Regions from separate parts of the Mus musculus genome. Here all the other regions are linked to region 2. A link is a contact called in public promoter capture Hi-C data. All regions are on one chromosome and are shown on one strand. The core of a region is the stretch at or near the end of the contact, and the rest is flanking DNA. Distances in the headings are between cores, read along the strand shown. Region 1 holds the start of Kif15 (kinesin family member 15). Region 2 holds the start of Rpsa (ribosomal protein SA). Region 3 holds the start of Abhd5 (abhydrolase domain containing 5).

Region 1 (4,535 bases), core at 387-2,886, 2.8 Mb before region 2:
TGTCTGGCTTCACAGAAACCTTAAGACGAGCCTAGATTTTAAAAAGAATTTAAGCTCTATCATGTACTAGTTTGTACGCTTAAATTCTCTTACTGCTGAAGAGGTAGAGGAGACAGGCTACTTTAAATAGAGGAAAAGATCACACAGAGCTGTTCAAATATCAGTGTAATAGACTTAAAGGGTTACTAAAACAATTCATCAGGAAACAATAACAATTGACAAAGAGCTACAAACATGAACACTATTGTAAATTTCAAATGTATAATTTCACAATTTTCTCAAGTATCTCATTTTATTCTCAAATCTTATAATCAGCCGAAAAACAAAGGAAAAAAAAAAAAACCACACATGCCAGCACCCATATTCAGAAGCTCACAACCACTCATAATGCTAGCTCTAGAGTATCCAACCACTCCACGGCCATCTTCACCCACACAAGCAACCTACACACAAACTACACTCGCAGCTGTGCACACATATACACATGCATGTGCACTCACATACACACCAATAATTAAAAATAATTTAAGAAAGATAATAGGCAATATAAGAGGTGGCACTCATATACGTTGGAAGTGGGGGATTAAATCAATCTCTTTGTGATGAAAACAGATTAATATATATATTAGTCTACTCATAATCTGCACTTCTTTTTTCTATGTTTTTTTCCTCAGCCATCAATCACAATCTAAAACAACTAAATAGAAAATTCAGAATGAAACAATTTCTAAGCCTTTTTTTTTTTTTTTTTTTAAACAAGGTCTCAATATAAAGCCTCATGCTACACAACTCTTTTTAGCCAGGTACTATAAACACTACTCTCCTAACAGTCTCAGCCATTTGTTATTAGATCAAGTGGCTATATCACAATGCTTGTGTTCAAGTGACTTTTGGATACTAACTCTGTCATACTGTCTACAGAATTTCTCTCAGCAAGTAGACACCGTAGAATCTCATAGGATAAAAGACCGGTATAATAAGACACTATGTCAAAGACTACTTTCAAATAACTATTACTGTCTATTACTATAATTGAGGCAAAGACTACTTTCAAATAACTATTACTGTCTATTACTATAATTGAGGTATTTTAGTATTAGCTAATCTTAGTACACTTAGTTTACAGAGCACATTATCTATAGGGTTCTGTACTAAGATACAGTTCTGGTTTCAGGAACTCATGAAGTCTTGCATGAAGAATGGGAACTGTTGTAAAGGGACCGTTGCAATTCGCTTTAAAGTTCCCTCCTCTGAGGGTAGGCCACCGAAGGGAACACAAATCCCTTCCCTTCAAAAAAGGCAGAAATAGGTAATCAAGCATCAAGTGCAGCGCAAGGGCCGCCCTCAGGACACCAGAAGCCAGCAAGGAAACAGCAGGGTCCCATGCACAGAGAAGAGCGCTCGGGTGTAGGGTGGCCGAGGCGGGACGCCCGCGCTCCGTGAGGAACTCGGGTTCCCACTGCGTGTGCCGTCGTCGCCCTCGCGGGGCGCCCTAAGAGGTGACGCCCCGTAGCACCGGCATCTGCCAGCGGCGATGAGTTCACCAGGCAGGCTCGCAACTTACATTTGCAGCCGGGGGCCATGGCGACCCCGTCCGAGATTCGCTTACGCCAGGACCACCAGAATCCTCCCTTCAAGATGGCCGCAGATTTGAATTTGGCGCCCCAACGGACCACGCCTCCTGGGCGTGGTCGGATGGCGTCACTAACACGGTCTACGTCAGAAGTCCGCGCGGGCGACAGACACTTTGTACCCTGCCAAGTCTGCCGAGTGCTATTTATTGTTGGTCAGAACCAGAACTACCATGAGCAAGCGGAACCAAGTGTCCTATGTGCGGCCCGCAGAGCCCGCCTTCCTGTCCCGCTTCAAAGAGAGAGTCGGCTACAAGGAGGGGCCCACCGTAGAGACCAAGGTGAGGCCGCGGGAGTCGCCCCGAGTCAGACCCTCTATCTCCACCCCACTTCCGGCTCCTCGGTGCCGACGTAACTGACAGGTCCCTCACTCGCGACCAGCCGGACCCCAGGTCTGGCCTCTCGGGTCCAGGAATTCTTACTTGCAGGGTGCTATTCTTGAAAACGACCTAGCCCTAGTAGCTAGTCTAGACAGCTTTTCTGTCCTTTCTTACTTGCGGATCTCACTTTACCTGAGCAAGGTGATTGACAGCGTCGTCCCCTTTTTCAGATAAGGAGACCGAAGCCACTTGATTAAACGACTCGAATCAGGAGTCTTTGAAGGAATCAGCCAGGACTAGTAGAACCCCTGCTGTTTACCAAGCTGTGTGTCTCAAGATAGGGAAATGAAACAGTACTTCTCAAAGGGGGTTGTCTAATGAAGGTAACATTGAAAACACAATGCGTTCTTGCTGCCGAGAAGCTATGCACAGGTCAAACAAGAGGACATGCAGTTGTGTTCAAAAGCGCATCTAGGGATTCTTTAGTTTTGAGGGCTAGCTATGTAAGAGATGGCCTGGAGCATCCTAGACACAGTTTGAGAAAAAAAGACAGACATAATGGACAGTTGAGTACTCAAACTTAGTTGTCTAGACTCTTAGAAGCTGTGAAAGTTACATGGGATAAAATATAGTAGTGGGCAAAGGCCAAGTCATGCAGGGTATTCCCCATAAGATGACTGCCCAAAATTAAATATTAGACAGTTGCTTGAAAAATGAGATAATTCTGTATTTATCTCAAAGTATGCAAAACCTTTCTTAGTTAAAAAGTAGAAATGTTTTGACTTAGCTGACAAAATATAATTGTTACATTTGTACAGTGAGTACTAGGTTTCTGTTTGATAAATTTCAAAAGTTAAACAATTATGTACAGTATTGTTTATGTACAAAACCTTTTATATAACTATTTGTGTGTCCTTGAATAGCAGCTAATAGTATCTGCTGGGCAGTGGTGGCACATGTCTTTGAATCCTAGAACTCAGAATGAAGAAGCAGGCAGATCTCTGACTTCCAGACCAGCCTGATCTACAAATGGAGTTGCAGGGCAATGAAGGCTAAACAGAGGAAACCCTGTCTTGAAAAACAAACAAAGATATCTACAAAACTGAAGCTGTTAGTATATCAAATGAGCAGAGGTAGGGGAAAATATAATTTTCCTGTTATTTTCTGTACTTTTGTGGCTTGGATGGTAAAGTCAGGTTGTTGGTGTTTTGTTGGTTTTTGTTGTTGTTGTTTTATCAAATCCAGACAAGACAGGGATGAAAAATATTGATTAGAAAAGAGGAAGCAAGATGATGTGGCACTGCCTTCAATAGTCTAGATAGAAATTAATCCCACTGGAGAAGTTTCCCAGTTTCTGTTTTCTGGTATAGTAAAAATAAACTCTTTGGAGTTTATTTTTAATTAAAATTTTATCTTCTATTCATTTCAAGGATCATTATCCATTTTGCTTTTGTTCTAGTTTTGCTTGTTTGTTTGTTTTGTTATCAAGACAGGGTTTCTCTTTGTAGTCTTGGCTGGCCTGGAAATCACTGTGTAGACCAGGCTGGCCTCAAACTCACAGAGATCGGTCTGCCTCTGCCTCCTGAGTGCTAGGATTAAAGGTATACACAACCACTGCCCAGCCCACTTCACTTTAAAAATTACAGTTGCTCACAATGGCAGTGTTTGGTTAAAGATTATCAAACATTTTCTGTAGAAAATCCAGCCTCAGCTCCCAGATGAAGATGGCAATCACAGTGACAAAGAAGATGAACAGCCTCAAGTAGTGGTTTTAAAAAAGGGAGACCTAACAGCTGAAGAGGTCATGAAAATTAAAGCAGAAATAAAGGCTGCCAAAACAGGTATATCCTAAAATAATCTGATTTTTTTAATTGAATAGAATGGTTTGAAGAAAGCCTTTGGTTCAAGCATTAGCTTTTGTACCAGATGTGTAACCTTGAGCAAGTGATTTCACTCTGTGCCTCAAGTATCACTTCAGTGAAATAGAAAATAAGTAGACTGACCTTAGTGTACTGTATAAAGTATCCTATTGCTAAAATAGGCCAACCAGTCAATAGATATCTGTGTAATTAGTGCCTGAAGTATACTGTGTTATGTATAGTACTTGGTTTTTGGAGGTTTTTTTTTTTTGGGGGGGGGGGGGTTCGAGACAGGGTTTCTCTGTGTAGCCCTGGCTGTCCTGGAACTCACTTTGTAAACCAGGCTGGCCTCGAACTTAGAAATCTGCCTGTCTCTGCCTGCTGAGTGCTGGGATTAAAGCCGTGCGCCACCACACCCGGCTTTGTATAATACTTGTATTATTCCTATTGCATTGTTTTATGGAAAAATACTGTGGTTCCAAACAATTCAAAAATACAACCTTATGAGCTGGAAATACAGCTCAATAGTAGAGCATACATGAGGTCTAAGTGCAGGCCTCTTCATCTTCACTGTAATCAGATGGGGACTAAATATTATGGAAAACTTTAGTGAGTTTTTATTGAGTGACTGCATGTGCTGGGGGGGGGGGGGTTATAACTAAAAGCAATAGAGAAGACCAGACCAAATTGATTCAAAGACATCGTTAAGTACAGAATAAGATTTT
Region 2 (4,177 bases), core at 1,026-3,525:
CAAACACCAAAGCATCAAAGTACTGTGCTGAAGCACATTCTTAGGCTAACTGTAACACCTGCATGATGCCTTAGTGTGAGGCACCTGACTCAAGTTTCTCACATGCCCAAGCCCCCCAAAGGACAGTTACAGGTACTCAGCAAACACCTGACAAATTTATCCGAACACAGAGCAAGCTCATCACCCCCCCTCCTCTGTTTGTGGATAGTTCTTTAGTTAATTTAGGAGTGGTTATCCTGCAATGTACAAAAGTATATCACCCCCACACATGGTGGTTTGGTATTGGATCTCCTTGAACAGAACTATGGATGGTTTTAAGCCACCACGTACCAAAACTATCTCAACAGTTCATATCTCATTGTTTTATCAACTGATATACATGTTAACAAAGACTTAACTTGGCTATTTTGTTTGTGTCTGACGTTGCCTTTCCCTTAAGTCAGCACCAATTTCCTCTAACACAAAGCTCTGTTTGCCACCGAGTCAGCACTGTTTCCTGCATGGTTTGCCTCCTCAGTCACTGTCCACAGGACTCTGAGAAGTCGTAGGAATATGCAGGCGCGGGCACAAAGCCCAGCTTCATCTCCAACGCCGTGGAAAGGGACTGTACGTCACTGGGCAAGGCCTATGCTCCCCTATGCCACTAGGACAGAGCCCAGGGAGAGTGACCTCCTGGGTTGTCCACGTTGGATACTTTGCTTTGTATGCCCAATGTACTCTATCGATTACTGACCCCCAAACAAAAGCACATGCATGCCACAAACCTGGCCAGTGTTCCTGGAGGAGATGACGCTGACGTCAGCAGGATTCTCGATGGCAACAATAGCTCGAGCTGCGAGCAACAGCTTCTCCCAGGTCCTCTTCAGGTTTATGATGTAGATACCTAGGCCAGCAAACGGAACTCTCTGAGGAGCTTCCCAAGGCAGGAAGTCTGGCAGTCACTCTGCAGACCTGGCTGATCAGACTCCTGACTGCCTCCTAAACACTAGGATTAAAGGGTGTGAAACCACCACACCCAGCAACAAGTAGTTTAAAGTGGGTGTCCCAGACAGGCTTGCTAGCCTCATAGCCTTGTGAATGGACACTGTGGGAAGGTAAGGCATACGCATGTGGCAGTGACCACTACCAAACTCCAGTCATAGAGGCAAGCTCTACTGGTGTTAGCGAAAATCCTGCCATAAATTCAATGTAGCACACTTCCGACACTCAGAAGTTCACTGGCCAAGACTGGCCTCCACTCTGAGCTTTAATAGTGTGCAGGGTCAGTCAGTCCTCCATGACCTCTGGCCCCTTCCCACACATCCTCTTAGTTACATCACAAGCCAGAGTAGCACTCCAACACCAACCATTCAGTTACCAGGCACTATACCCATTAGAGCACCATAGTCAGGAACTGACTATCACAGGTGGCAACTGACCGTCACTTTTCCTTTTGTAGATGTACTGCTCCATCTGAAAGTCAAGGTTGGTGCCACCTAAGTGGGTTCCCGCAGCAAGGAATTTGAGGACATCCTCCTCCTTCATCTGCAGGACGTCAAGGGCTCCGGACATTGTGTAAGTTTCCCTTTAAGTTACGATGGGAATCTAAAAAAGGAATAAAATTCATCTTTTTTCTTCTGACACTAGAACTCACAAGATTGCCCTGCCTCCTGAGAGGGGGACTAAAGGCGTATGCCACTAGGCGCAGCACATCATCTGAGCTGAAATGGGTTGTGTTCTTATTCCTCCTTGCCTTTCGATTTTTCTGGCCACCTAGTCACTAAGGAAAGTGACTTTGTCAGCAGAGCACATATAGAAAAACTGGACAGTTGAAGTTAGCGCCTCCGCAGGCACACTGACTACAGGATAGCTACTTAAGTATAGCTGCTTCTTTGCACCGAGAGTTGCGCAAAGGCGGCCATGATCGGGGTGCTTCGGGAGTTGTATTTCGAGACTGGCCGGCAGTTCCCGTCCCATCTCCATGCGCCTCACAAGCACTTTTCCCAGCATCTTGCCGACAGGGCCCTCGAGCGTGGCGCGAACCGCAGAAGGGCCCCGCAGTGGCGCCCGCCCCACCTAACTGCGGGCCAGCACGTGGCGCTGCCGCCAGGAGCCAAGCCGCCCCGGCACACGCAGCCTCGGCGCCCTCCGCGCCCACCCATGGCGCGGGAAGCTAGTAAGCGCGCGTCCCGCGGCGTCCGGAGACGCCGAGGGCTCCACGTGAGACTCACCAAGAACAACGCCGTATGGACCCGTCCCCGGGTAGCGCGAAAGGACGGGCGGCCGGAAATGACGTCCTTAAATAACCCACAGCCAGCCAATGGCAAAGCAGGCTAAGCAAAAAGGGAGAACTTCCGCTCCGGAAAAAGCCTCTGGCGCACGCGCAGATTCAGTGAGTGGGCCCGCTGTAGCGCGCGCGGAGCGGAAGTTAAAGTGGCCCGCGCCTGCGCGGCTGCAGTCGCTGCACAGACCCCAGGCCGGAAGTAGCTGGGGCGAGGGGGGGGAGTGGGGGGGGGGGAGCGAGCGTGGAAAGTCCGTAGCTTTTGGTCCGCTGAGTGACGAATAGGCTTCAAGCTGGGCCACCTATGTCAGGATTAACTCCAGGAGCACACACCCGCCTGCCCCTCTGGTACTGGCTCCTTCCTACATTTGAGAACTACAAAATAGTAGTTACCCAGTAAGATATTACAAAAGTGTTGAAGGGAGCAGGGAGAAATTTGGATGCGTCATCTATTTACAAAGCGTTTATTACTGTATTCCATGTCTCAAGTAATCTAGAGATGACTTGGAGTCTGTGGGAGGGTTGTGGTTATTAGAAAATACCAGACTATTTTTGTTTTGTTTTGTTTTTCGAGACAGGGTTTCTCTGTACAGCCCTGGCTGTCCCGGAACTCACTTTATTGACCAGGCTGGCCTCGAACTCAGAAATCCGCCCGCCTCTGCCTCCGGAGTGCCGGGGCTAAATAAAGGCGTGTGCCACCACGCCCAGCTCAGACCATTTTATATTAGGGACTTGAGCATCTATGGGTTTGGCATCCATAGGTGGTTCTGGAACAAATCCCACAGATACTGAAGGATAACCATATATGCATACAACAAAAATAATAGATCAAAAACCCAGAGGAGTGTGGGTGCAGCTCCGTGGTAGAGTACTAACATCGAAAGGCTCTGGGTTTCTTCAGTTCTTGCTGGGGCAAGAGGACCATGAATTTGAAGCTATAGTCATACTCTGTCTCAAAAATAAATATAAAACGGTAAAACTAAAAAGAACAAAGCATTTAACTTGCCACATCGTGAATGTGTATCAAGATATCTTGTTAAGTAAAACAGAATATTCTAAAATCTATTAAGTGGTATGTTCAGGTCAGGTAGTGGTGGCCTATGCCTGTAATCCTAGCCAGCACTCAGGAGACAGAGGCAAGCAGATCTCTACGAGTTGAAAGCTAGTCTAATCTACAAAAATGAGTTCCAGGACAGCCAAAGCTACACAGAGAAACCCTGTCTTTAAAAAAAAGAAAAAATAGAGTGGCCTAGCTCCCTGCGGCTGTCCTTGGTCACGCTTGGTACCAGGCTGAAGCAGTCAAGATGACCTTATTTCAGCTTAGAAGTGAGCACTGGGTTCATATACTTGTCCCTGTAGGATTTGTCTTTGGGTATTATCTAGACAGAAAGGATGGTGAAAAGCTAACTGCTGCTGGGCCGTGGTATTGCACGCCTTTAATCCTAGCACTTAGGAGGCAGGAGCAGGCAGATTTCTGAGTTCGAGGCCAGCCTGGTTTACAGAGTGAATTCCAGGACACCCAGGACTACACATAGAAACCCTGTCTCGAAAAAAAACCAAAACAACAAAAAAAAGCTAACTGCCTTCAGGAATAAGAGCATGCTATTTCAAAGGGAACTAAGGCCCAATGAAGTTACTTGCAAGTAAAAACTGGTTAAATGACAGAATGTTCACATTTTAAAAGTTATTGGAGAAATAAAAGCATTTATTATTTAATTAGAAAAAAATGACAATAGAAAGTGAGTGGTAGGTCTGGGAATGAAGATTATAAGTAGGTATAAGAGCTTACTGGAGGTCGGGGGTGGAAATGTTCTAAAACTAGTTTATAGGGTCATGGCTGCACTTTTAAACAGGGTCTCACAAGTGGAGGATGACTGAGCTTCCAGCTCTTCTGCCTCTGACTCCCAGTGAGGGAAT
Region 3 (3,994 bases), core at 962-3,461, 2.2 Mb before region 2:
AAGCTTCCCAGTAAACTTGTCTCCACCAAGAGCCACGAAGGGAAAGAATTACATGCTCCAAAATGCTATAGGATGGCAGCTTATAATCGCTTGCTTTATCAATATCATCTCCCCATCTGTAAAGAAATGAGGTGTTTTCATCATACTTCCGGAGGTACAAAATAGGATTACTCCTAGTGTTAGACTTTTCCTGGTAAAATCCCAGGGTAGCATAGGATATCAGGGTTAGGCAAGACACAGGGAGCTGAGAACACTGTGCATACACTGAATTCTCCTCCTCTTCTCAGAAAACCACAAGGGTTCAATCACCAAGGCTTGGTTCTACTGACTGATCCCAAAGCCTTGCCTCTAGGAACTATCATCACACTGGAGTTCTACTCAGTTCTTCTCAATGAGGATTAAATGCCAACATGTGAAGTCTCTTAGGACATTCAGACCAGACCCAAATTATGGCATCATCTAAACCCAAATGTCTTGAAGAACTTAACTCAAAACGGCAGGCAAATATCCCACGAGTCCCAATCCCATTGAGAAGTAGCAGAAATATGAGGAAAACGCCTTAAAGTTGAATGCAGACACCTAAAGGAGCAGGTTCCAGTTAGCTCTGCTTCTTGGTAGTGGCGGTTCCAAATGAAAATGGGAGTGGTCAGATCTACTCACAGGGGAGACTCTAGGATTATCATGACCACACTGGGGGAGCACCCAGCAAGAACCTAGCCTTCTTTCTGTTTGCATGGTTATCCAGCACTGCTCACGGGTCCTGCCAAAAATACCAGAGAGGTCTACCTCTGACTAGGGACTGTAACCAGTCTTGCCCTCAGTGACCTCCAGCCATCATCAGAGCCATGTCACTCTCACCGTTGTGCTATGGATTCCTGAGCCTCACAGTATCAAGACCAAAAGGGCCCACAAGTTAGAATTCTCAGAGCCAGAAAAATGTCCTGACAAATTTAATAGAAACCCAAGCTACCAGGTCCTAGTTGTACCACATGACACTCTGTATTTCATGTCAATATAACTAGGAAGTTCAACAACAGACCAAAACAGTGGCTCCACTTGTTAATTATCACTTAAACAAAACTTGAAGAGTGTAGTTTCTAGCATTTCAAAAATATTCCTCCCCTAACATCTTTCCAAAATACTTACTTTCACATTACCATAATCTATTTACCCTATGGTTATCTTTCCCATACAAATGTCTCCAAATAGCTGAAGTACAACTGTCAAAATAATTTATAAAGGAGATGTATAGTCCCGTCCATATAAAACAAGTAGCCTTTTGAGAATCAGTGAAATAACTTTCATAGTAATTTAATTTTTCCACCAAGCATTGTTCTACTCACAAGGGCATGACATATCAAAAACAAAAAAGAATAACTTACTATGTCTATGAAGAAGTTGGGTGTGGTGGTTCACACATGTGATCTCAGCACTGGACGGCTGAGGCAAAAGGATTGGGTCTCTGCAGAGTTGAAAAGCTACCCTGGTCTACAGATTTCCAGGCCAGCAAGGGCTACATAGAGTGACTCCGGTTTCCAAAAAAAACAAAACAACAACAACAACAACTTAAGGGCTTCCTTCCTGTTAGGCATCTGCCCTTCAACTTTCACAAAGTTTGCCAGGGCTAGTGAAGCCAGACCGCCGGGTCACGGGAGCGCACGCACGGGGCAGCGGGAGGTGGGACGCAAGCGCCCCAGGCGCACCGGCGGCGATCGGCTGTCCCGCGAGGCTCCGAGTCCGACGCCTTCTCCCACCCTGGCGACGCACGGCTCCCGGCGCGGAGTTCTGAGCTCCGCCGCGCTCGGGATCACCGGGACGGCCGTCAACAGCAGCCGCTTTCCCTCCCCGCAGCCCCGCGGCCCTGACCGGGCCTGTCTGCCCCGACGGGTCGAGAGAGCGGGCGCCCGCGCCTTCCCTCGGCTGGCCGCCCGGGGTCGCCAGAGCGCACGAGACCCACGTCGTCCCCCCCTTCCCGGGTGATCCTCACCCTCCACCGGCGTCTGCCGAGTCCACCTCCTCCTCCGCCGCCATCGCTTTCATCACCGCCGCCGCGCAAGCGCAGGGACACACCTCGAAGCCGGCTGACAGGCCGACTGGGCGGCCCCGGGCCGCGGCCGCCCTTAAGACCGCACCGCCCGCGCATGCGTCGTCCGCCCGCTGGGACGATCCGAGGGCGCGGCCGCGCCACCGCAGGCTCGGCGTCCCAGCGGCCCGGCCTCGCAGACACGCATGCGCTGCCCGCCTGTCGCGCGGAGGCGGGGGCACTGGTAAGGAAGGTCAGCCCGACGCCGCGGGAGCCTAGGTAGTCATCCGTCGGAATAATGACCATTAATGCGTCATTCCGCCCGTGTGGACTGCCCTGGACGGGGCGCTAGGCAAGCCGTAGGTAGCCTGGAGTGAGACCCCAGCCAGAAATAGCCTGAGTGGCAGAAGTGCGCATCCTGTGGTGCTGGACCCTCCAGCCCTTACTTTCAGGTGGTGGCCTCTAGGAACTTGCACTCCACCCTGCCAGACTCTAGACTCCGGAAGGCTGAGAGCTTATGTGTGGGTACTAGAATTACACACACACCACCACCATCACCACCACCACCATCATCATCCCCACAGACCACAGAAGAGAGGGGCGAGGGAGGGAGAGAGGGAGAGCACTTCCTAGAATCCATTCTAAAATGATAGAGGGCTGAGGGCTCATAAAAATATTCTCATGAGCTCGATATGGTGGTCCACACCCTTCAAAAACACTTGGGAGTCAGAGGCAAACACATTTCTGTGAGTTGGATTAGCCTGATTAGCCAGCCAGAGCTACACAGTGAGACCCTGTCTTTAAAATAAATAAATTTAAAGGGGAGAGGGCTCGAGGGATGGCTCAGTGGTTAAGAGTGCATACTGTCCTATAGAAGAGAATGGGTTTGTTTCCAGCATCCATGTGGAGCCCCACAACTGCTTGTAATTCCAGTTCCAGGGGAGCAACACCCTCTTCTGGCCTCAGAGCACCTTAATGTATATGGTGCACATACAGGCAAGGAGGCACACCCTCGAGTGGGATTATTTTAATAATTTTTTTCCTGGTTAAGGGACGTGAGCAAATGCGTGAAAGTGATAAAGAGTAAAGCTCAGTACAGGCAAATGAAAGTCAGCAGCTAGCAAGTAAGTCCAAGACTGCGCTTTAAAAATAGAATTCAGAACTATGGCACTCACTGTGATTAAACAAATAGAGGCATCCTGGTGTTGCATAAGGGATGTTTCCCTTGGCTGGGGGCAGGTTCCTCCGGTCAGGAGAAAGTGTATGAACTAGCCTAGCTCTTTGTGCTTGTGACAAGCTGCCTACAGCTGGAGCTGTGTTGTGCAGGGGCCATCTATGCATTAGTTCCTAGGTTCAATTCCCATCCTGCCCTCTACCCCACACTCCAAAAAATGAAATTCTGAGAATATGTAATAGGTTCTCTTAGTTCAGCCACACCTGGGTGGTACTGATGCCCGGAACTACTCAGGAGCCTGATGTAAGCTAACTGAGTCTCAAATAATTCTAATAAGGCCAAAATATGTGGCATTCCCCCTTTCCCAGAGATCTAACCAAGAGCAGGTGTGTGGATGTGGGTTTGAACAGAAACAGAGGCTCCCACCACCCTCTTGATTTTTTTGAAGGCAAATGGATAATGTAAATATCGTTTGTATTCCCTTCGTTACTTTAGGATTACCTCTCTCCAGTCATCAGCTCCTCAGGAAGGCCAGAGTCCTTCCTGAAGCCTACACTAATATTCTTCCCTGTATTTAAGACCCCATGCATCACTCTCCATTTTAGACCACATTTGCTGCTGTAGAGAAACACCTTGACTAATCATTTACAACAAACAAGTTTTATCCCTCACAGTGCTGGAGACTGTGAGGAAGGCGTCTGTGGTATACAAAGAGGGCCTTGCTGCTTCATCTCATGGCAGAGGGCAAAGAGAGCAAGAAAGGGGCCTAACCCTTCTTTTTATAAGAAACCCCCTCC

The links. Promoter capture Hi-C pulls out the DNA fragments that hold promoters and counts their contacts.
Region 1: a contact with region 2 is called in a promoter capture Hi-C map of erythroid cells, with 4 times the contacts expected there. The contact joins the promoter of Kif15 here to the promoter of Rpsa in region 2. A contact is called at or near these places in 3 of 39 promoter capture datasets (erythroid cells, liver and pre-B cells).
Region 3: a promoter capture Hi-C map of pre-B cells shows a contact between it and region 2, with 4 times the contacts expected there. The contact joins the promoter of Abhd5 here to the promoter of Rpsa in region 2. A contact is called at or near these places in 2 of 39 promoter capture datasets (liver and pre-B cells) and 1 of 9 other capture datasets (liver).

Annotation. Positions count from the first base shown.
Region 1 is chr9:122,948,182-122,952,716 of GRCm38.p6, reverse strand. Kif15 (kinesin family member 15) reads right to left here and starts at 1,636. Exons shown (of 35, transcript NM_010620.1): 1 at 1,565-1,636. The coding sequence starts at 1,583. It overlaps 1110059G10Rik (RIKEN cDNA 1110059G10 gene), which reads left to right and starts at 1,717. Exons shown (of 3, transcript NM_025419.4): 1 at 1,717-1,912; 2 at 3,648-3,792. The coding sequence starts at 1,805.
Region 2 is chr9:120,125,864-120,130,040 of GRCm38.p6, reverse strand. It overlaps Rpsa (ribosomal protein SA), which reads right to left and starts at 2,275. Exons shown (of 7, transcript NM_011029.4): 1 at 2,211-2,275; 2 at 1,419-1,584; 3 at 765-883. The coding sequence starts at 1,551. It overlaps LOC115485682 (a small nucleolar RNA gene), which reads right to left and starts at 1,261; the gene lies at 1,106-1,261. Gm26448 (a small nucleolar RNA gene) reads right to left here and starts at 690; the gene lies at 488-690. It also overlaps a transcript of Slc25a38 not described here.
Region 3 is chr9:122,349,833-122,353,826 of GRCm38.p6, reverse strand. It overlaps Abhd5 (abhydrolase domain containing 5), which reads right to left and starts at 2,211. Exons shown (of 7, transcript NM_026179.2): 1 at 1,988-2,211. The coding sequence starts at 2,040.